Regions from separate parts of the Macaca mulatta genome. Here region 2 is linked to region 1. A link is a contact called in public Hi-C data. All regions are on one chromosome and are shown on one strand. Each heading gives the region's core, a stretch centred on a gene start, on an enhancer-like site or on the middle of the called end of the contact. The rest is flanking DNA. Distances are from core to core; before and after follow the strand shown. Region 1 has its middle 110 kb from the start of ATF7IP. Region 2 holds the start of ATF7IP (activating transcription factor 7 interacting protein).

Region 1 (3,396 bases), core at 569-3,068:
GGCCAGTTTGGATGGCTTGACCTCTACCCCTCTTGAATCCCCTTTGATACCAAACATTTTGGAAAATCCCATGTAGCATATACTGCATGCCTTCCCACAATCATTTATGACTCTTAAAGCTCACAAAAACAAATTCAACTGATGAATTCACATCTTTTTAACATACATTTTGAAGATTATCTTAGCCCAAACCTGCACCCACATCCTTCTGAGCGTACTGACTCACTAGACAAAGCCAACTCCTCCCCTCCTGCGTATAAAATTAGCTTTTCCAGATCTACTGTTGTAATTGGTTTTTTTCCAGGGCTTTATGCTCTACTGAAACTAAACACTTAAATGAGCAATTTCACTCTAGTTTTAAGCTCAGGGGAAATGACAACGGTTTTGTTTCTGTTTTGAGACTTTGGGGCAAATTTTAAATCGTTAATATATAATTAATCCTATGTAACATCATCGAAGCAAAACATGTGATTCCTTTTTCAGTACATTGCACACATAAAATGAACATGAAACCAGGTTTGGAGAGTGATTCTTAGTAACGTAGCCTTGCATTTGTGCTTCGACATAAAATTGAGACATTCTCAAGAGGCCTTGGGACATGGTGACATGTTGCGCAGTTTGGCCAGCAGAGGGAGACCAGAGAGTCGTGAAGCTCCCAACGAAGCCACACCCAGATTAGGGTTGCTTATTATCTGTCTCTTCTCTGAATTTTCAAAAAACACAAAAAGAAAATGAGACATTCTTGAAACAAAGCCCCTTTTTTTATTGAAGCAAAATCCGCATAACATAAAACTAGCCCTTTTAAAGGGTGCAATTAAGTGGCATTTACCTCATTCACAGTGTTACGGAACCGTCACCTCTATCTAGTTCCAAAACGTAAGAAATGCTTAAATTTTCTATAAAGAGAACTTGCAAAAGCCCAGGCCTGTTGTATCCTCCTTATTTCGTCACATTCCCAGTTTTGTGTCCACCGGCATTCTGTCAGGAATTGTCCCCATGCGTTCCCCCAACAGCCTTCGTCACTGTACAATTCATGGACTCGGATTCAGGGTTACAATTACAGGTTCGAAAACCAAAAACATCCCAATCCTTTAGTTCTTCCTCTAGGAATTGCACAGTTGCAATAGACAAGCCAGTATAGGTGACTTTTAAAAATTCTATACATACTATGTTTGTCACTTCTCAGCAAAGGAATGAATAAATTGTTTTAATTTAAATATGGTTACAAAACGGAAATGAACAATGTACTACACCAAAGCCCTTCAGTCTTTGATGGGAAATTTAAAGTTATTCCCATCCAGAGTGAAAATTAAAGTTATTTCTAGGTTGGGATGCGAGCCAAGATTTTAAGGGCACCATGTCAACTGGTTAGATAACAACTTTGAGGAAAGCAGAACTTAATGTAATAAAAGCAGAAGGTTTACAATCTAAATCCACTTTTTTATTAAAGAATTTAATCTGCTTTATGGGGTCTTGGCCCAGGGAAGGGTAAAAAAAAAGAAATGCCAAACTGGAGAGGCCGGGGGAGGGGAATGGCTGTAGATGACTCTGGGAAAACAGGAGGGAGGGAAACTGAAGCGCGAATGAGGCCGGATCCGCCCTAACAAAGAGGCAGAAACTGTGTCTCAACAGCCACCAAATCCAGTTCAGGGCGGTTTGAGCCAGTTTCTGAGCTGGATTGAGAACAACAGCCTCGGCAGAGACTTCACTAGGGTGAAACAGAAAATCCAGCATGGACTTCACAGAAAGACCTGGATTTGGCCTGGACTCGCTGGAGCCTAAAGCTGCTTCCTGTAGTGGCAAAGTGAGATAAAATATAAGGCCTGGAGCATGGACAGTGGCCTCTTCCAGAAAGAGAAATCACACAGCACTGTCTCTGTGCCATAATCCAGTCCGCATTTTCTGTCTTGCTGCTCCTAATTGCGGCTGGTAAGGGAAAAAGGGCCTCAGGGTATCAGTTTTCAGAGAAAGCTGGCTGCAATGTTGGGGGAGGGGAAGATTATGTGTCTCCCGTAGTTTAATGTGTGTGCCTGGTGGGGGGGAGGGGGGGAAATGTGCGAGAGGGTCTGAAGGAGAGGGAACAGCACTTCACACCCTGCAGTTCACACCACCTTTCCAACAGCTTTGCTGCATTATTGCACAACCTCAAAATACACTGAACATAGGCTTTGTGGGAGCGCCCCACATACAAGTGGCACTTGTACAAGTAATTATCAGACCTCCTTCAGCCCTATGCATGAAATGGCAGTAGCCATACCCAATACTGTCAACATTCTCTTTTCACCTGCGTCCAGAAATACATACAAGCCGTACATGCCTTTCTCAACTGAGAGACACAGCAGTATTAGGTAACAATGGAATGATAATCCTGTCCTCCGCTCCCTTCCCCCAAGTGCCAGAAGCTCCCAAGATCTGATCAGTCCCACCCTGAAATGGCTCCTCTAACACTGTCTAGTAGACTGAACTGTGGCCTGCAGCTGTGGAGGGTGTGCACTGCCTGCGGCCAAGCTTGGCTCAGAACCTTCCCGAACCAGTACAGCCCTTCCCCACCAAAAATTCCTAGGAGTTCTACACAAAGTCCAGGTCGGCCTGGTGGGACAATGTGTGTGTGTAAATTCCCTCTCCCCTAAGTGTCCAAAGATGTTTAGAATCTTCCAGAGGCACTAATTAAGTGCCTCCAGACCCAGGGCTTCTCTGACTGGAAGTCAGCCCTGGTGCGAGCTGGGGGGCAGGGCACGGAGCTTACAGCTCTCCCATGCACAGGCTCAATTACAAGCAGGGCTGTAGGTTTCAGAAATACTCCTAAGAGACTGGGGAAGGGAAAAGGAAGAAGGTCAGCTGAAAGATGTGAAAATGCTATTTTATTCCTTTACCATAGATACATAGATGGAAAATTGGAACACAATCCACTCTGCATTATTAATGTGCGAAAATCAAACACACGAAACATGTTGCTGACATTTTCTATTTAATGTTTATTACACAAGTAAGTAACTCATGAAGCTCTTCTACATCTATTTCACTCACTATTAAACCTGGACTGCTGGGGATTCTGCTAGGTCTTTCTTTTAGGATTTGTTTCTTTTTTGGTAGGGGACAATGAATTGCCCCACATGAAGATGCAGTAGGCTGGATAGGATAACAGTAATAACCGCCGGGTGCCGTGGCTCACGCCTGTAATCCCAGAATTTTGGGAGTTCAAGGCGGGCGGATTGCCTGAGGTCAAGAGTTTGAGACCAGTCTGGCCAACATGGTGAAACCCCGTCTCTACTAAAAAAAATACAAAAACTAGCTGGGCGTGATGGTGTTCGCCTGTAATGCCAGCTACTCGGGAGGTTGAGGCAGGGGAATTGCTTGAACCAGGGAGGCAGAGGTTGCAGTGAGCCGAGATTGCAC
Region 2 (3,837 bases), core at 477-2,976, 110 kb after region 1:
GCTTTTTTAATTCTATAGGTCTGGATTCGGTGATATTTCTTTTTTCTTTCTTTTTTTTTTTTTTTTTTTTGAGACGGAGTCTCACTCTGTTGCCCAGGCTGGAGAGCAGTGATCTCGGCTTACTGCAACCTCCACCTCCCGGGTTCAAGCGATTCTCCTGCTTCAGCCTCCCCAGTAGCTGGGATTACAGGCGCGTGCCACCACAACCGGCTAATTTTTTTTTTTTTTTGTATTTTTAGTAGAGGCAGGGTTTCACCATGTTAGCCAGGATGGTCTCGATCTCCTGACCTCATGATCTGCCTGCCTCGGCCTCCCAAAGTGGGATTACAGGCATGAGCCACCGCACCTGGCCCTAGGTGATATTTCTAAAGGCCACCTTATATTTTAAGTAAATTGAACGGTTCCAGTTATAAAAATAAGTATTAACAACCCTATTCTAATTTCTTATTAGTTACAAAAATTTCCTGTTCACTTTTCTGTCTTCTCCACTAGAGTACAGATTTCTTGAGGATAGGCACCTAACAGGTCTACAACACCGTGATTGCTAAATAAATACTGAACTAATACATTAATATAATGAGAAGTTACATTTAAAAAACCCACATGGTACCATCTAATATTATTTTCAGGCTCTTCTTGCTTGCAAAACATATGCACATTTATTCTTTTTTTTTTTTTTTAAGGAGTCTGGCTCTGTAGCCCAGGCTGGAGTGCAGTGGTGAGCTCTGGGCTCACTGCAATCTCAGCCTCACAGTTCAAGCAATTCTCCTGCCTCAGCCTCCCGAGTAGCTGGGATTACAAGCACGTGCCACCATGCCCTGCTAATTTTTGTAATTTTAGTAGAGACGGGGTTTCACTATGTCGGCCAGGCTGGTCTTGACCTCCTGACCTCAGGTGATCCACCCGCCTCGGCCTGCCAAAGTGCTGGGAATTACAGGCGTGAGCCACCGCACCTGGCCAAAACATATGTACATTTATTCTATCATTTAGTGCTTCCAAACTAGTTCAACTATAGTCATCATTGCCATTATACAGGTGAGAAAACTGAGTAACACACTTATTCCAAGGAACTGGCAAGGAAGCTGCAGTAGTCGAACTTGAACCCAGATCTCTTAACCAGTAAGGTAGCGACTTGTCCACTACTTCCTGTGGAATTCATTAAAGGCCGACTCCCAGCATGAAATTGAATGAATGGGATGAATACAACTTCTAGTGAGAAAGTATGATAAAAAGTGCTTGCTCTGTTACCGAGCAACTGAAAAAAAAGTTTTTTTTTTCATTCCATCATTATTAATACAATTCAAAGTACATTCTGTGAATTTAAAACATAAATGATGAATAAATCAACATACTCCTGGCTTTTTTGAAAATTTTTCCCTCTGCTCTTTAACTCTCACCTACCTCCTTCCTTCTTTCTTTTCTAAGCCTCATAGAGGGCGCTCACAAAGTGCTACTTATTGATTGAAGAAGCTCCACTCAAAAAACACACCTCACACTGCAACCGAGAGACGCAGCGCCACCACCTCGGGCTTCCTTCTCTTTTCCACGCAGGAGGCGGGGCCAATTTCCCTCATTCAAATAAAAAACCAGAATTTGCATGGGGAATGGCTAGTCCTTGAGCTTATTGGCTGATAGCACAGTGGGCGGGGTACATATCACGAGCCCGGAGCCCCGCCCACAATAATTTGCATAACGGCCCCGGCGCGTGCAAGGGAGAAGCGGGTTTGTTTTTGAATCTGCGGAGGCGGCGGCGGTGGCAGCGGCGGCGCGGAGACTGAAGCGCGCGAAAAGCTGAGGCGGCAACGTCGGGGACGGCTGCGCGGGACGGCTCTGTAGGAAGGAACTTGGTTCCCCCTCCCTCAGCTTCCGCCCCAAAAGGTATATGTGAATCCCAGGGGCTGTTAAAACCACAGTTTCTTAAATTACTATTGTATTTCTGAGGAGTCAAGACCGCATTATGGCGGCTGCGGGAGTTGTGTTTGCGCCTGCGCGGTTGCGGAGCTGCGGGCGGCGCTGCATGGGAGCACGTGATCTTGCGGGGTCGGGCTCTAGCTGCAGTTGTGCAGCTGGCGGGGCGGTGGCTGCGCAAGCGCAATATTCATTTTCGAGATCTAATGTTCTTGTTGGACGCCATTTGGGTTCTAGATTTAATTTTCCTCGTTCTTGAGGGGTTTCTTTGTGTTACCCTTAAAATCTCACATTTTTCAAGAAAAACATTTCTCTAATGTTGTACTCCTGGGCCGACCTCAAGCTCTTCTCTGTTTTTTCGATTTTTTGAGAAGCTGTGGACTTAATTTTCTGTGAAACTGATTGTCTTTTTTGGTTCTTGATTATAATTTCAGTTTTAAAGTATTGCTGGATTGAGGTTTATATTTAGGGTGGTAAAGATCAGCACCTAGTGGTGTTCTCACGGGAAGTGCATTTATTTGGACTGCATATTTGCAAATACATTTTTAACCCTATTTTTACCTGTTGTGTTATGAATGTGTGGAATGTTTACAAAACAGAAAGAACTTTAGTTTTGGGAATATTGGGGGAAAGGGAATAGTGGAAGAAATTACAGTGTGATCGAAAATGAAATCCCAATCTGAGGATTATTTTGGTTTTAAATATTTGATCCTAAGTAAATGAAGTTTTAATTTTGATCAGTTTGTATGTTTCTGGGCATTTGGATTTTACATGTTTTAAGTTCTTTAGGTGACTTGTTCATTACTGCTTCAGCTAGATAATTGTTGCTTTTTAAATTAACTCATTTTCTTAGCATTTTTGTTTGCTATGATATGTAAGCTATAACATTTATTTGGTAAATTTTTCTGATGAAGAATTCTAGAAAGAACATCCATTACCCTGAGGCCTCTTTGAGGAAAGTGGACCATTAATAAAAAAAAATCTGTTCTTTTAAACACTGCTGTATACATGTGTGTTAGATGCAGCTGTGTTTGATTTTTTAATTGTAAGTGTGTTCCTGGTTTTATTAATAGTTTTTTTAGGGAAAGTAATTATAAATATGCTACTGATTAGTTTAAAATGGTAGTGTCAACTGTAGTTAAATCTTATGTAACACATCTGGGGGAAGTTATATAAGATTTGTTATGATTCTCCCGTTGTGCAAATTCTTTCTTACTAGGCAAAAAAAAATGCAAATGTTTTCCGTAGATTTCATCTGTGGCTCATATATACAACAACTGGTTTCTTGGTTGGTTATAACTCTAAGTTTGAATCAGTCTACTGTCAAATGAAGACGTGCCTTTTGCTTTATAATCTCTGTTAATTTAGGGAAATTTTTATTGCCTAAAACAAATGCCATTAGTAAATATTAACTAGATGTAATTGAAAGTAATACTTTTGGTTGGTGGATTTTTAAATGACGTCACATATGAGATAGAATGGAGTTAGGAAAGATTCTTCTTTTTTTCTCAACAGAATATTTGACCTGATGTAGTTCCTGAATCTCTAAGGTCTTCTACACACAAAGTATATTTAGAGGACAGTTGTGTAATTTTCTCCCTTTTATGTTTCTGGGGTGGTTACCTAGCAGCCCTTTTCTACCACATGCTATTTCAGGCATTTTAGAGTAGAAAATACACATAAATGTTTAGGTTAACAAAAGAACTTTGATCTTAGGGCATGGTACACCTTACATTTCCAGAAAAATGAAATACTTTGGTGTATATATTTAAGCGTATGTTTTCATTTGAATATACAGATGATTGCTTCTTAGGTTAATATTGAAGGTAGTAAGAGGTATTTGAAAATACTCGAATATGAAGAACATTTCTTGATGGGACAATTTTGATGTCATGTTTCTTACAAGGCAGATATAACCATATAAACTTA

What was found. Hi-C and Micro-C count contacts between places; a contact is called where the count stands out from the background.
Region 2: a contact with region 1 is called in a Hi-C map of fetal cortex germinal zone, with 3 times the contacts expected there. The contact joins the promoter of ATF7IP here to the enhancer-like site in region 1. A contact is called at or near these places in 6 of 14 Hi-C or Micro-C datasets (CD4 T cells, blood, cortical neurons and 3 more).

The regions. Positions count from the first base shown.
Region 1 is chr11:16,702,358-16,705,753 of T2T-MMU8v2.0, forward strand. No RefSeq gene overlaps it. Among named protein-coding and RNA genes, the nearest start is that of ATF7IP, 110 kb to the right of the region's middle. Within about 2 kb of position 1,819, at least 34 of the 40 cell types and tissues checked have an H3K27ac peak or open chromatin away from gene starts, as enhancers often do. A contact at or near this core is called in CD4 T cells, blood, fetal cortex germinal zone and 2 more, where this site is marked.
Region 2 is chr11:16,812,295-16,816,131 of T2T-MMU8v2.0, forward strand. It overlaps ATF7IP (activating transcription factor 7 interacting protein), which reads left to right and starts at 1,727. Exons shown (of 15, transcript XM_015151191.3): 1 at 1,727-1,878.